Linked DNA regions of Zea mays: region 1 is linked to region 2. A link is a contact called in public Hi-C data. All regions are on one chromosome and are shown on one strand. Each heading gives the region's core, a stretch centred on a gene start, on an enhancer-like site or on the middle of the called end of the contact. The rest is flanking DNA. Distances are from core to core; before and after follow the strand shown.

What was found. A called contact is a pair of places that touch in the nucleus more often than the background predicts.
Region 1: a Hi-C map of tassel shows a contact between it and region 2, with 4 times the contacts expected there. The contact joins the promoter of LOC103643246 here to the promoter of LOC103645263 in region 2. A contact is called at or near these places in 8 of 25 Hi-C or Micro-C datasets (bundle sheath, ear, endosperm and 3 more).

Annotation. Positions count from the first base shown.
Region 1 is chr1:214,803,465-214,810,566 of Zm-B73-REFERENCE-NAM-5.0, reverse strand. LOC103643246 reads left to right here and starts at 3,164. Exons shown (of 1, transcript XM_008666400.4): 1 at 3,164-4,287. The coding sequence starts at 3,242. The coding sequence ends at 3,985.
Region 2 is chr1:214,650,579-214,658,399 of Zm-B73-REFERENCE-NAM-5.0, reverse strand. It overlaps LOC103645263 (formin-like protein 3), which reads left to right and starts at 6,012. Exons shown (of 21, transcript XR_004855476.1): 1 at 6,012-6,477; 2 at 7,394-7,562; 3 at 7,660-7,821.

The sequences.
Region 1 (7,102 bases), core at 1,915-4,414, 160 kb before region 2:
TCCACAATCGCATCGAGGCGGTGAGTCCATCCGTCTTTCTGTTGCTACCTCCTTCTCCGCATCCGTCATTGGTGGAGGATTCGGGGGAGGAGGTACCCAACGCTTAAAACGCTCATGACTGGTCTTTCCACTCAACCAATTAACGAAAAGAAGATATCGAGGGTCGAATTTATCAGGACCATCGATCCACTGGAAAAAGAAACACTTCTGATGTCCCTAAAATAATGGAAAGATGCACTATTACATATCTACAAAATAATGAATGCGAACAAAATTAAGTGACAAGTCATAAGCTACGTACGTCCAAAGTGCCACAAAGGTAGTAGCAGCGAGCAGTCGTGTCTGGATGTTGTGATTGATGTACCCAAGCCAGTCTGCCACAGTCACAGTTAGGAACGGGGAGTTCAGGAGGAACAGGAGCATCCTTACTAGATACGTCCGGATATAACTCCCGAGGACGACCTCTCTTCTGCCACAACGCCTCTCGGTACATGTCTTTCATCTAATAAACGATTATAATTATCACTTGTACCTATTATGCTTTATAATAAGTTTACACAAACTAATAATCGAAATGATAATATAATAGGTGTATACAAATTATTAAACTAACAACCTAATATACAAAACGAATCAGTTCGAAATCATACCTTGGTCTACGAAAAGAACCAACTCAAATCTTTGAATCCAGGAACTTTTTACGAAGTTTGGAAATGGGATGAAATGAGCTGCTCTCGGCCAGCCGCGCGGGCGTTTTTATAGGAATTCGTAGCTCGGCGCCAAGATCTGTGGTGCCGAGCTACGAGGCCGCGCCGCCGCCACGTCAGCGCCAAGTCAGCCCTGGACGCAACTAGCCGTTGCGGCCACGTCACAGCTCGGCGCCATAGGCTGTGGCGCCGAGCTGTGTTAGCTCGGCGCCACAGCCTATGGCGCCGAGCTAAGGGTCCAAACCTGCATTTAAAATTTTTTTAGGTCTAAACGTGATTTTACTTCTGTTTAAGGGCTAAAATACAAAAAATTCGGCACGAGCGCTGCACCGTCTCGGATGTGGAGGGCAGTTGACCCGGATTCCTGTCGGAGTATGGTACTAGCTCAGTTCACAAATATAGGACATTGATTTTTTATTTATTTAAAAATATAAAATTATAAGTTAAATATAAACTAACTTAAATAATAAAACAAATCACAACAAATAAACGATAACTCATTATTTTTAATAAGATGAGTGGTTAAAGTTTTTTTTTAAAAATCAACGGTGTCATATACTCAATAAGTAGTACAAAAAAAGTCCAAACCAGACCACCCATGTTTTTGATTCAGATGCAAACGAACGTCTCTAGGTGAAGCAGCCCAATTCCAAACCGAGTGATTTGTTTTCCCCCAGAAACAGGCCTGGAATGGGCCAAATCGTGAGATACTGTAGAATAATGTGTATACATTACTAGAGAGAGCCAAAAGAGTAATTTCGGTTACCTAGCTGTAGTCTGTGAAGTATACGAACTAAACATATCAGAAGTTTGAAAGAGATACTCAGGTCGTTCGTGCACTGAACTAGACAGTTAATCAAATAAACCCCCGACCCCCCGTAACCCGACTGAAAACGACGCCAAATTCCAGGCGTTCGTCACAGTCCATTGTCACGTCGCTGCATCCTTAATATAAATTTCCGGTTGCTCTCGACGTCGCCATAGAAACTAGAAAACCCGTTCCAAGCAACAACGCCCAAGTACTGATTCGTCGCAAGAGCATGTCTGAGTCCGAAGAAGCGTTCGACACTCTGCCACGCACGCGTTCCGGCTTAAACTTTTTCAACGTGTAGAATAGTATACAGTGAGTGTATCTTTCTCCGACGTCGTTGAGGGGAAAAAACACACACACACAGACACAAGATCCAGCCACAGCCAGTATGTTCCGACTTCCGAGCTCCGACACGTCCTCCACTCGCTTCTCAGAAAAAAAAAACCCGTACCGCTGCTGCCGGGGTGTCGGTATCGCGTTGGCCGCGTCCGCCGCCGGCAAACTGTAGTCGGCTCGCCCGCCGTGAGCAAGTTGGTCAAGTTGGTCAAGTCGCCAGGGCCAGTCCGGACTGTGTCGGTATCCCCGGAGGCCGGAGCGAATTGATCTGGTAAGGGATGTAGTGGTGCTGATTACCGAGGACGGGATGCGACTCGATCCAAACAAAACGATAAGTTGGTCAACAAGATGCTGATGTTTTGCCTCGACTAAGGTCCTGTTTGTTTCGGATTATAATTATATAATCAAGCGTAAATAATTTAATAGGTAAACAAACATATAGATTATAGGTTCAGATTATATAATCTAAAGTCCAGATTATGATAATCTCATAATCTCCTCAAGAGTAGCTTATTTGAGATTATTTTGGCAAAAGATCCATTACCATGGTTATGTAAATAAAAATTACAATATATGTCACCCTTCTTTCATCACCTCAAATAAATAAACAAGAGTATTATTGTCTTTATAAATAATCTATATTTGTATAATCTAAACTATCAAACAACTACATATAGATTATAATATATCTAGATTATATAATTTAAATTATAATTTAGATTATAATTCAGATTATATAATCTATAAGCTAAAACAAATATAACTAAATGCGACTCTCCGCCCGGCTCTTTGTTTGCATTTGGCTGGCACACGTGGACCACGGTCCATGGTCCATGGCAGAGCTCCTCTGCTTTGTGTGGCTGCTGGCTAAGCTTGGCGCCGAAGCACTCGTCGCGCGAGGTCCTGGGGCACCCCCGGCCGGCGGCGGTGGCGTGAGCGAGCGTGCGTCCGAGCGGGGAAACGTCGTTTGACCTGGCTCCGCGTCGTCCGGTGCCGCACGCACGCACCCAACGTGTTGCCTTGCCGCGCAGCGTCGTCGCGTCCGGCACGTCACTGGGCAGCAGCGATCACCAAGGAGGCAACGACTCGTTCAACCTCCGTTCTTCCGACGGAGAGGCGGTGCCGGTTGGCTGTTCGATTCGATCTAAACGTTGTCAGATGCCCATGCGATTCGATTCCTTTCGATGTAAGCAATGATTGGTGTGCTGAGCTGGTCGCTGCCACGCCTAAGCGCTGTCACTTCTCGCCGTTACCCGACGCGTATTCTACTACCTGGTGCATTCATAGACGCCGATCGATACAGTACATTCACCGCAGTTTCTTCAAACCGAGTAGCTTGAGGAATACACCGGCGACCTTTCCACATGGGCAGCCACTATATATATTAATGGCGTCGCGAGCCAACAACGCACGAGACAAAGGGCCTCACGCTTTCCACATCGACACAAAAACCAACCGCCGCCACCTCCCTCCGCTCGCGCTAGCTGTGTGCGTTCCTTGCCTGCCACAACTCCAGCACTTGGAGTCTTCGACGACGACGATGACGACGACGGCAGGGGAGGAGAAAGAGAAACAGGCGGGCGGGTCATCCATGGAGACGGAGGAGGAGACGACGCCCAAGGCGAAGAAGCGGCCGCAGTCGCTACTCGGGAGCCTGCGGGAGGCGATCACCAAGGTCCGGTTCCTGCTCTCCTCCAGCGCGACGCGGTGGATGCTGCTCAGGTCCCTGGCCCGCGGCGGCGGCAGCGGCGGCGCCCCGGCGCGGCGCCTCAGCTTCGACGCGCGACCGGGCCTGCTCGACACCATCGCCGCGTCGCCGACCTCCTCCTGCAGCTCCAGGACCTCCAGGTCGGCCAGCCTGGGCACGGCGACCACCCGGACCCTGTCGCGGGCCAGCAGCGCCGCGTCGCCGGAGGCCCTGACGAGGGCCTCGTCGTCGTCCGGCGGCCGCTCCCCGGCGTCGTCGGCCGGGGACGACGACGTCGACCAGCGCGCCGAGCTCTTCATCGCCAACTTCTACAGGCAGCTGCGGATGGAGCGCCAGGTCTCGCTGCAGCTGCGGTACGTCAGGGGGAACAGCTGGGACAGGACCCCTGGCGCAACTCCTTCTCCTGCTTCTTCCAGGGGATGATCCGTAGATTGCGTAGCGAAATAAGAATTTGCAAGGTAGAGATCCTTTCCTTTCAGAGCGCGCGGTGACGCGATTTAGATGGGTATCCTCTTTTTTTTTCCTCCATCGTTTCTGCACATTCTTTTTTTTTTGGGTGCTGAATAGTACTGTACAGTTTATGATTTGCTTGGACTCATGATCGAGAGTGTAATAAATACAAAAAAAAAGAGAGAGAGATTGGGATTACAGTCTGTAATCAGGTGTTCGTTTTGACTTTCGTTATGTGAACCAAGAGGAAAAGGGGAAGCACATTCTGATGCTCATTTGGGAGTGTTTGTGTTCGATTGGTTTGGTTGATATGTTGAGGAAAGGCCGAGAGCATCGCTACAATTTCTGTTCGAATAGAGCATTGTTCGTCATTGTTGTCTGCAATTAGGACATTTTGGTAGGTAATATTTATAGAGATGCAGAAAGCAAGCCTTCTCGTTTCATTTCATCCTCCTGTCCTGACTTGGGAAACCTGCACGCAGACCTTACAAGTGTATGCATGCGTCTGCATCCTCCTGATTATCACAAACTAAAGCTGGCTCTAGTAGTATAGCCCTATAGAGCATTGCGCCAGCAGGTTGCAAGCGCCATCCATGAGGTAATGCATTTTTTGATTTGCTTCTCCATCCCTCCCCTTGGTTCTCTTCAATGGATCTGTCACAATTGGATCTTCAACCGGGGCTCGAATTTGAAGCAAATGTCTGTAAGAAATTTGGTTCATCGATGTCTCCGCCGCCGAGTGCTCATAAAAGCATGTTCGCTTGACTTTAATTCGTATCAGTCTCTACTGTTTCTACGGTATTTTTGTATTCTACGAATTTCTACGAATTGCAGTTGTACCAGTCTAAACAACTAACTTTAATTCGAAGCAAATAGCCCATTAGGATTTTTTCGCTGTCAGTGGACTTTCTGCTTCAGCCTTTTCTAGGAGGTTCAGCCGCTAATTTTCTGGTTTTCCAATTAGCTGATTGATTTTATAGGTTCTCGGTGTCCTCAAAGCGGTTGGTTTCCATATATACAATCACAAAGTTGTTTCCCCCAAATTGTAAAGCCTATTTTCATCTATGGAATTCGGGAGGCCCTAATTGGATCAAAGAATTCGTGATTTCCATGAGGAAGAAGCTGCCAAATGGAGCACATTCGAAAGGAAAAAAAACATGTTTCTTTCTCCTATGTAGAGGTAGTCAAGCGCCCCATTTTCTCAGGCGCAAATGCTATACCTATTTTTAAGAAGGGCGAATGCCCGAAACAATAATCAGTGTAGGGTGCTCATGGTCGTGCTTTAGGAAGGATATCTGTCTTCAAAGGATTGTCAATTAATTCTTTTTCATCCAAAAGGGGGATATCGGACCTTCGAAGGCTCTCACCTAGTTTGAATCAAGCCCAAAAAAGCGAAGATCACGAAAAATTATTGTAAAAACTAAAGTTAAAAGATTGCTCAGTGCGGGAGTCATAAGAGTAAGAGAAGTGACATATCCGGAGTGGTTGGCCAAAATGGTCATGGTCAATAAATCTAACGGCAAGTGGAGAATGTGTATTGATTTCACATATATTAACAAGGCATGCTCGAAGTATGAGTTCTTGTTACCAAGAATTGACTCACTAATGGATGCAGCTGTAACATCAGAACTCATGAGTCTACTCGATTCCTATTCAGGTTATCACCAAATCTGGATGAAGAAGTAAGATAAGCCGAAGACCAGCTTCATAACCCCCGTGGTACTTACTGCTATCTTCCTTCAGCAGGATGACGACCAAAGTGTTTTCTCAGTTGATTAGGATTGTTTTAACTTATGTCGATGATAACATCATGAGAAGCACGAAGCAGCAAGATCATATTTCAGATCTCCAAGAAACCTTCGCCAATTTTTAAAGGGTGGGTTTAAAGTTGAACCCTGAGAAGTGTGTCTTCAGAGTTAAAAAGGGTAATTTTTGGATGTGTTGTGTCAACAAATGGGATAGAAGCAAACCCTCACAAAATCAAAGCGATACTCCGGATGGAGCCGCCGAAGTCAATAAGAGGGGCTCAAAGGCTAGCAGACAGACTAGCGATACTCCGGATGGAGCCGCCGAAGTCAAGAAAAGGGGCTCAAAGGCTAGCAGGCAGACTTGCTTCCGTGAACATGTTCATCTCAAGATCTACTAAACAAAGCTTGTTGTTCTTTGAAGTCCTAAAATCAGCAGAGGTTTTTCAATAGGGACCAACTCAACAACAAGCCTTTGAAGAATTAAAAGATTACTTGATTGTTGGGGTCGTGCTTCGGTGCGCCGAAGGTCTCACACGAAGAAGCAGCTTCGGCTGAAGTCGTCTCCAAGAGATGGCCGAAGGTCCCTTTTCATGGAGCTTCGGCGTTTTAAACCGACATAGAGATAGAATGACCTTTTTATACATATAGGTCTGAGTCAATGCTGTAAACTTTCGCAAGGGACATAATTGTAATTTGTCACAGGCTGCGACCTGTGCCTATAAATAGATGAACAGTACCTCTGTACTGTTCATGTGAACCTGTCATTTGCTTTCACATCACGCTTGTACTTTTGCCTTCTGCAGGACCGAAGGTACATTTGTAATTCAAAATCATTTATATTCATTAATACAAGTAGAGATAATTCTATGACAATATTGAAATGTTTATTTCATATTCTATGATTTATGTGAATGCTTCATTCTTCATTGTTATGCTTACGAAGGTATGTCCTTCGTAACCTTCGTCCGAGATGCTTTATATCCCGAAGGGATATATTGTTATGGAGGACGAAGGACCTTAACACTTAACATTTTTTGTGTTGCCTTGTTCTTAATTCTTAGCATTTGAGAACAAGTCCCCAACATTGGCGCCCACCTCCGGTCAACTCACTTCCACCTTTCTGAGCTGATGGCTTCGTTCAACACTCAAGCTGGAGCTGCTTCGGCTTCGAAGCTGGTGCTCCCGATAACAGGCGGTTCTTGCTCAGAGCCAGCTAACAAAAAGCAGAAGAAGGAGGCTCAGAGAAGGGTGCAGCATGTTGGAGTGCAGGGACCCTTCATTAAGTCAAAATGGTCTCACATTCCAATTACTTTCTCTCAGGAAGATCTTCAGCTCAAGGACT
Region 2 (7,821 bases), core at 4,763-7,262:
ATAGTGACATCGTTCCCCTCATGCGAGATCTTGAGGGTGTCCCAAATCTGCTTGGCGTTATCCAAGCCGCTCACCTTATGATACTCTTCCCTGCACAAAGATGCTAAAAGAACAGTGGTAGCTTGTGCATTTTTGTGAATTTGTTCATTGATAAACATGGGATTATCCGTACTATCAAATTGCATTCCATTTTCTACTATCTCCCATATACTTGGATGAAGAGAGAACAAGTGACTACGCATTTGTGACTCTAAAATCCGTAGTCCTCTCCATCAAAGTGTGGAGGTTTACCAAGAGGAATGGAAAGCAGATGAGCATTGGAATTTTGCGGAATTCGAGAATAATCAAAAGAAAAGTTTGAGTTGACCGTTTTCTTTTTCTCGTCGTAGTCGTCGTCTCTTTGGGAAGGAGAGGACTCGTCACTGTCGTAGTAGACTATCTTCTTAATGCGTCTCTTCTTCTTCCCGTCCTTCTTCTTATGACTTAAGCCCGAGTCAGTGGGCTTGTCGTCTTTGGGCTCATTGAGGAAGGATTCCTTCTCCTTGTCGTTGATCACCATCCCCTTTCCCTTAGGATCCATCCCTTCGGGCGATTAGTCCCTTTCTTGAAGAGAACAGCTTTGATACCAATTGAGAGCACCTAGAGGGGAGGGTGAATAGGTGATCCTGTAAAAACTTGAAACTTAAAGCCACAAAACTTGATTAAGAGTTAGTAGACTAAATAGCAAGCTCTTGTGAACACAAGTATCACAGAAAAGCAATCACAAAAGACACGCGAGTTATCCCGTGGTTCGACAAGTACAACACTTGTCTACCTCCACGTTGTGGCGTCCCAATGGACGAGGGTTGCACTCAACCCCTTTCAAGCGGTCCAAAGACCCACTCGAATACCACGGTGTTTCTCTTTCTTTTACTATATCCCGTTTGCGAGGAATCTCCACAACTTGGAGCCTCTCGCCCTTACAATTTGATGATCACAAAGAAGCACGGAAGTAAGGGTTGGAAAAGCAACACACACAAGACTCAAAGCAAGAGCACAAACACGCACACTAGCCAACAACTTGAGCTCTAAGTTCACACACGGAGTTCTCGACTCAAGAGGAGCTCAAATTGCTATCACAACGAATCAAATGCGCTAGAATGAAGTCTTGGTGCTTAGGGGTGATCAAAGAATGCTTGGTGTACTCCTCCATGCGCCTAGGGGTCCTTTTTATAGCCCCAAGGCAGCTAGGAGCCGTTGGAAGCAATCCAGGAAGGCAATTCTTGCCTTCTATCGGGTGGCGCACCGGACAGTCCGGTGCACCACCGGACAGGCACTGTTCAGTGTCCGGTGCAGATTGCTTTCCTAAATTGGTGCACCTGACCGTTGAAGATTTGGAGCCGTTGGCGCACCGGACACTGTCCGATGCACACCGGATAGTCCGGTGCCCCCATCTGACCGTTGGCTCGGCCACGCATCACGCGCGGATTGCGCGGCCGACCGTTGGCTCACCGGACAGTCCGGTGCACCACTGGACAGTCCGGTGATTTATAGTCGTACGCCGCCGTCGAGACCCGAGAGCAGGATGTTCACCTGGACTAGTCCTGGCACACCGAACACTGTCTGGTGCACCACCGGACACTGTCCGGTGCACCACCGAACAGTCCAGTGCACCCAGACCGAGCAGCCTTTTGGCTGAACACAGCCAACTTATCTCCAAAGCGATTTCTCCTGTTTCTAACACTTAGACACAATACATTAGTCTTCAAAACAATGTATTAAGTCTAGAAACATACCTTTAATCTTGATTTGCACTTCTTGAGTCTTTGGCACAAATATAACTCAAAGCATTTGTGTGGAGCACTTAATCATCAAAATCTTATAGAAATGGCCCAAGGGCACATTTCCCTTTCAGCTCTGCGCACATATTAAATTTAATCGTCAAAGATGGTTTGGAAGTAATGGGTAGTGGGATTGAAAAAATTAGAAATAGTGTTGCATTTTGGTATGCTACTCCTAAAAGACATGAGAGATTCCAAGAAATAGCTGCACAAGTTAATGTTGAATGCAACAAGAAATTGTCACTTGATTGCAAAACTAGGTGGAACTCTACTTATATCATGCTCAGTGTTGCTATTTGTTACAAAGAGGCTTTTGATCGTTTGGCTGAATGTGAAAGAGCTTATGATTTTTCTCCAAGTTAGGATGAATGGAAGTTTGCTAGTGAAGTTTGCGATAGGTTGAAATTGTTCTATGAAATTACCGAATTGTTTTCTGGAACACAATATGTAACAACTAATGACTTCTTTCCAAATATATATATATGCAATTAGAGGACACATGAGCAAGTGGCTAGAGTGTGATGATGAGTTAATCAAGTCCATGTCAAGTCGTATGATTACAAATTTTGATAAATATTGGACCGACATTCATGGCCTAATGGCTATTGCTGTTGTTCTTGATCCAAGATACAAATTTGGAATGTTGAAAGCATGCTATACACGTCTATTTGGTGCACAAAGTAGAGCAATGCTAGAGATAGAAAATGTGAGGATGAGTTGTTCTCTGCCATGGAAGAAGAGCTCGATGACATGTGCAGTGATGAAGAAAAGGCTAAGTCTGAGCTTGATCTTTATGTGGATGAGGGTCGTATTCTCAAGTCAAAGGAATTTGATATATTGGGCTGTTGGAAAATTTCTGGGATACGGTACCCTACTCTAAGGATGATAGCCTGTGACATATTTGCTATTCCTGTTACAACTATCGCTTTGGAGTCTGCTTTTAGTATTAGTGGTAGAGTGCTAAGTGATCATCGAAGTCGACTTACTCCCAAAACTTTAGAGGTTTTGATGTGTGCACAAAATTGGCTTCGTGTTGGTCAAGCAAAAGGTACAAATAATACATCTTTAAAATTATTGTATGTCGTTGTAACTTGTAAGTTTTGATTTCAGTTTACTCTCATTTGTTTTACTCTCACTTATTGTAGGAAAAGAAGACTATATGGGTTTGTGGACTTGTCTTGAAGATATACAAGAAGAACTTGTGGTACGTTGTAAGAATTATCATATTCTATAACTAATTATATATCATTGTAGGAACTCTCTTTTGGATTCTCCACGATGCCAAATGAAGATATTTGAAGGAAAATTCACAAGATGTCAAATGAAGTTGAATGCCATGCAGCCATGCTCATTACAATAATTTGTTGTTGCATTTGAAAACTATATATGAGTGTAATTTCATTCCAAGAATATGTTTTATGATGTATTGTACTGTCTTCGCTACTTCTACTACTTGTTATGGACTATGTCACTATGGTGAAATGTTATTGTAAGCCTGGAATGTTATCTATTTACGTTGTTGAAATGTTGAAATTATTGTTTGAAATGTTGAAATTATTGTTTTGGTGCTAAAATTATTATTTGAGGTTGTTGGAATGTTAAATTGTGATAAATTTATGTTAGAATGCTGTTGGAATGTTGCTGTAATTTTAGTGGGCGGGCGGGTAGCGGATCTCCGTTACCGGCGGGTACGGGTACGGATACAGTCCGTACCCACGAGCGTAAATGGGTATGGGTTTGGTTTTATCTCGTGGGTATGGATACATGAACCATATATCCGCGTTCTACTCGCCCGATTGCCATCCCTAGCCAGGATGGAGGGCATCAGCGGTTAGACACGGGCCACACGGAGGGCAACAACGGCAAGTTACCAACCTTAGGCACGACGTCGGGCATTGGCAGCAATGTGCCAACCTTCGGCATGACGGCGGGTACTGTAGCTGGCTAGTTGGGAATGGCCTCCCGATGCAAAACATGGATGATAGATATGTAGTGGATGGCTGGAGACATTTGGTTCATTATCTCATCTGTTTCTTGTAGCTGGATCGAAATTAACCACCCCTCGTGCACGACGCAAGACGATACTGGACACTGCTCAACTCATGCATGGTTTATGCATGATGCATCATGAATCCATGCATGACCTCTGTTTGATAATTGTTGAGGCATGTTTTCTTCTCTATCAGATTATTATGCAATAGCCAGAGACATCTTTATGGTTCTATTTGTCTATAAATTGTGTGTTTAATGCGTGTGTTTAAGAGAAAAAATAAAAGGATATATGTTTAGTGGGAGATGTGTGGGTAGGGGTGGACATTCGAGTTACTCGAGGAAATCGAGTCAGGTAATTTGGGTTCTTCAAAATTCGGGTTTTTAAAACTGCTACCCGAAGTGTACCCAAAATAAGTGGGGGTACCCGATAATTTCGGGTTCGGGTAATCCCAATTTACCTAATCAGATTTCATCCACCGCAATATATTACTATTTCAAATAAACAAAGAACCGCTACGTAAACATATATAATCACTTCTACGTATTTACCTAAAAGTAAATGATATGTTGGAGAAGAAGATGATGCCGACTTCAATTAGAGCACAAATTGTAAAGCATATCAGCCTTACAACAGGGTAAAGGCTTCCACATTCGTTATTCCATTGTACAAGACACAAAGAGGCCGCCATGATTGTCTTCCACATATTAGCCTTACAACAGGGTAAAGGCTTCCACATTCGTTATTCCATACTGTACCAGGCGCAAAGAGGCAGCCATGATTGTCTTCCATAATTGTCTTTCACATATTAGCCTTACGATAGGGTAAAGGCTTCCACATTCGTTATTCCATATTGTACCAGATGCAAAGAGGCACCCATGATTGTCTTTCACAATTGTCTTCCACTATGGTGTCGTTTGGTTCACGAAATATAACGTAAATAGTAATGGTAATGATTCACACTCGAATACTGGTTGTAACAAATTTAAATTAGCCGGTACCTATTTCTAGAGTGACATCAATTACGATTGGACTTAAACAAATATAACTTAACGTTATCGATTATCCATTACGTTACCAATATATGAACCAAACATTACCTATAAGTATTTTTAATTATTCATTATTAAGGTAGTAAGAGGCAACCATGATTGTCTTCCATACTGTACCAGACTCAAAGACCGTTTAGGGACCGAGACAAATAATATATAATTTCGGGTGACTCGGAGAAATCGAGTACCGAAACATGTTAGTTGATTTACCCAATATAATTTCGGGTTTTCAGACCCAGGATCCTAACCAGTGTTTAGGTAATTCGGGTTCGGATAGATCGGATACGGGTTTGGATAGTTCGAGTAATGGGTATCGAGTTTTTTTGCCCACCTCTAGTTGTGGGTCTTTAAAACCGGTAGTCATACCATATGTTTATATGGAGTCAATGTCTTGAGTTATAAGTTATCAAGGCTGTTATACCATATATAGACCGTGATAAGCTACCAAGCCCAATACGAAAGGAAGCCATATACATATAGTAACACCCCGTTAGTTCACAGATAGCTCTATAAAAATAAGGATTGATTTTTTTAACTTACATCTTTTTTGGTTTTTTAACTAAAATAAACTGTAATATTTATTTTTATCAATTTATTATATGGTCTATAGACAATATGCTCACTTTTATATTAAATTTATTTATTATTAGTATTTTTAGAAGGGTCTATACAACTGATTTATTTTGTTTCACCATTGATTGCATTGCGGTTATGGCCTCACTATTTCTAATCAATATGAAATACAATTGCGTACGGATATTATACTAGTAGACTATGGCCCTGTTTGTTTCGGCTTCTGGCAGCTTCTGGCCACCAAAAGCTGTTGCGGACTGCCAAACGCTCAGCTTTTTAGCCAGCTTCTATAAAATTTGTTGGGGCAAAAACCATCAAAAATCAACATAGACAAATAATCGGTTGAGTCGTTCTAATAGTAGGAATCCATCACTTTCTAGATCCTGAGCCCTATGAACAACTTTATCTTCCTCCACACGTAATCGTAATTATACTCAGATTTTCCCCACAGTCAGATTCTCCCCACAGCCAGATTTTCAGAAAAGCTGGTCAGAAAAAAGCTGAACCAAACAGGCCCTATGGATTTAGAGTTTGCTGACCGATCGAAACGCCAAACCCACATCACATATCACTCATTCAAGTTGCAGCGCCGCACAACGAGTACGGCGACGAGAGAGAAGCCGCACCCGAAAAACCGAGGAAGAAAACACTCCCCTCTCCCTCCCAGCTCAAAATTTTCCCCTCCACCCCCACTCCAAACCTAGGCTTCCCGGCGCCGCGCTCCACCCCGCCCCTCCGCTGTCGGTCCCCTAGCTCCTCGCTGCTCGTAGTCTGCTGCTGGGCTTCGGGGAGCACCCACCTAGGCTTCCCGGTGCCGGCGCGCCCCGCCACGGCCGGGCCCCCTACCTCCCCGCCACTCGTAGGCTGCTGCCCGGCTTCGAGGAGCGCCAACCTAGGCTTCCCGGCCCCGCGCCCCCGCGGCCAGTCCTCTCCCTCCCCCATCACTCATAGTCTGCTGCCCGTCTTCGGCGGCGGCGTTCCTCGTGGGCAGTGGAGTGGAGATCCACACGGGCGTTGGTTGGTTTTCTGTCCATTTTTGTTGGTAAGAAATCCTAAGCTCACTTGGATAGGAATACTCTTGTCATAAGAATTGGGTTGTCTCTTATTCAAACCAAGTAGTGATTTCTATCCACCCCATTCTTAGTTGTGGATTTGTGTGCTGCGCAAGTGGTTGGGTTAGCTTATTTGGTTAAGTTCCTATTCAGCGTATGAGGTCGTCATTGGTTTACTCCATAGGACTTCTTGGTACATGGCAGTTAAATCGCAGGTGCGTTTATAGTTTATTTTCCAACACCAACACCTTTTGGGGTTCAGCTGAATCCCCATTCCCCAACCAAGTGCCCCTGCACTGGAACAAGGTAGTATACACAGTGACATAGAGAGTTCTCAACAGGAACACATCTGGAACTTCCATTAGTTTATTTTATCCTCTAAATAGCTTGTCTGCAGCAACTATATGTCCATAACAATTTGGTTGGGGTTGGTAAGGGGTGCATGAATGGGAGAGAAGGTACAATGTTAGGATAGCTTAACATACATTCGAAGTTTCCTGTTCTGTAGTTGGCTGATACCTAAATGTTTTATGCTGTTGTCATAATGAAAACAAACCCTATTGAGCTGGCATGGCTCCATCCTTGCTTAGCGCTGTGATGACATCCTAGTGGAAAAAGTGTTGGCCTTGTGACAAGCAAGGCCAGTTGCTATAGTTGTATCCACAATCCACTTATCTCCCAAGTATTCTTTCACTAATCTGACCTCTGCTAGCAATTATAATATTAAATTGATAAAGTGACTAACTAACCAGACATACTGCACTCCGATTTTCAGTAATTATAATCACATCCTTACATGTGACAGTTAAAATGACCAACCAGAATACTGCATTCCAATTTTCAGATATGATTGTCACACCCTTACACCTTATAGTTGGTTATTTTGAAATCAATCTATTTTTGCAGTGCTTTTGAGATAGCACCTAGAAATCCTGTGCAGTTTGCCCACCAACACAAAAAAAATCCTGAGCAGTTATATCGACATTTCTTCATTCACATGAAATGTCACTTCTTAGTAGATTCTTCTACAAGAGGCCTCCTGATGGACTACTGGAGTTTCTTGACAGGATCTATGGTATGCATGGAGAATTTTACTATATTGATTGCCTTCTTAGATCAATGTAACTTATTTTATGACAGCTCAACTAATCACATCTTTTGGCATTGTACAGTTTTTGATTCATGCTTCAGCACTGAAGTTTTGCCTCAGGGAATGTACCCAGTGTATTTAATTGGGATTCTTACAGAGTTGCATGAAGAGCATGTAGAATCCTCATTTCTGGCAATTAACTTCAGAGATGGAGATAAGAGAAGCCAGCTTGCTGATATACTAC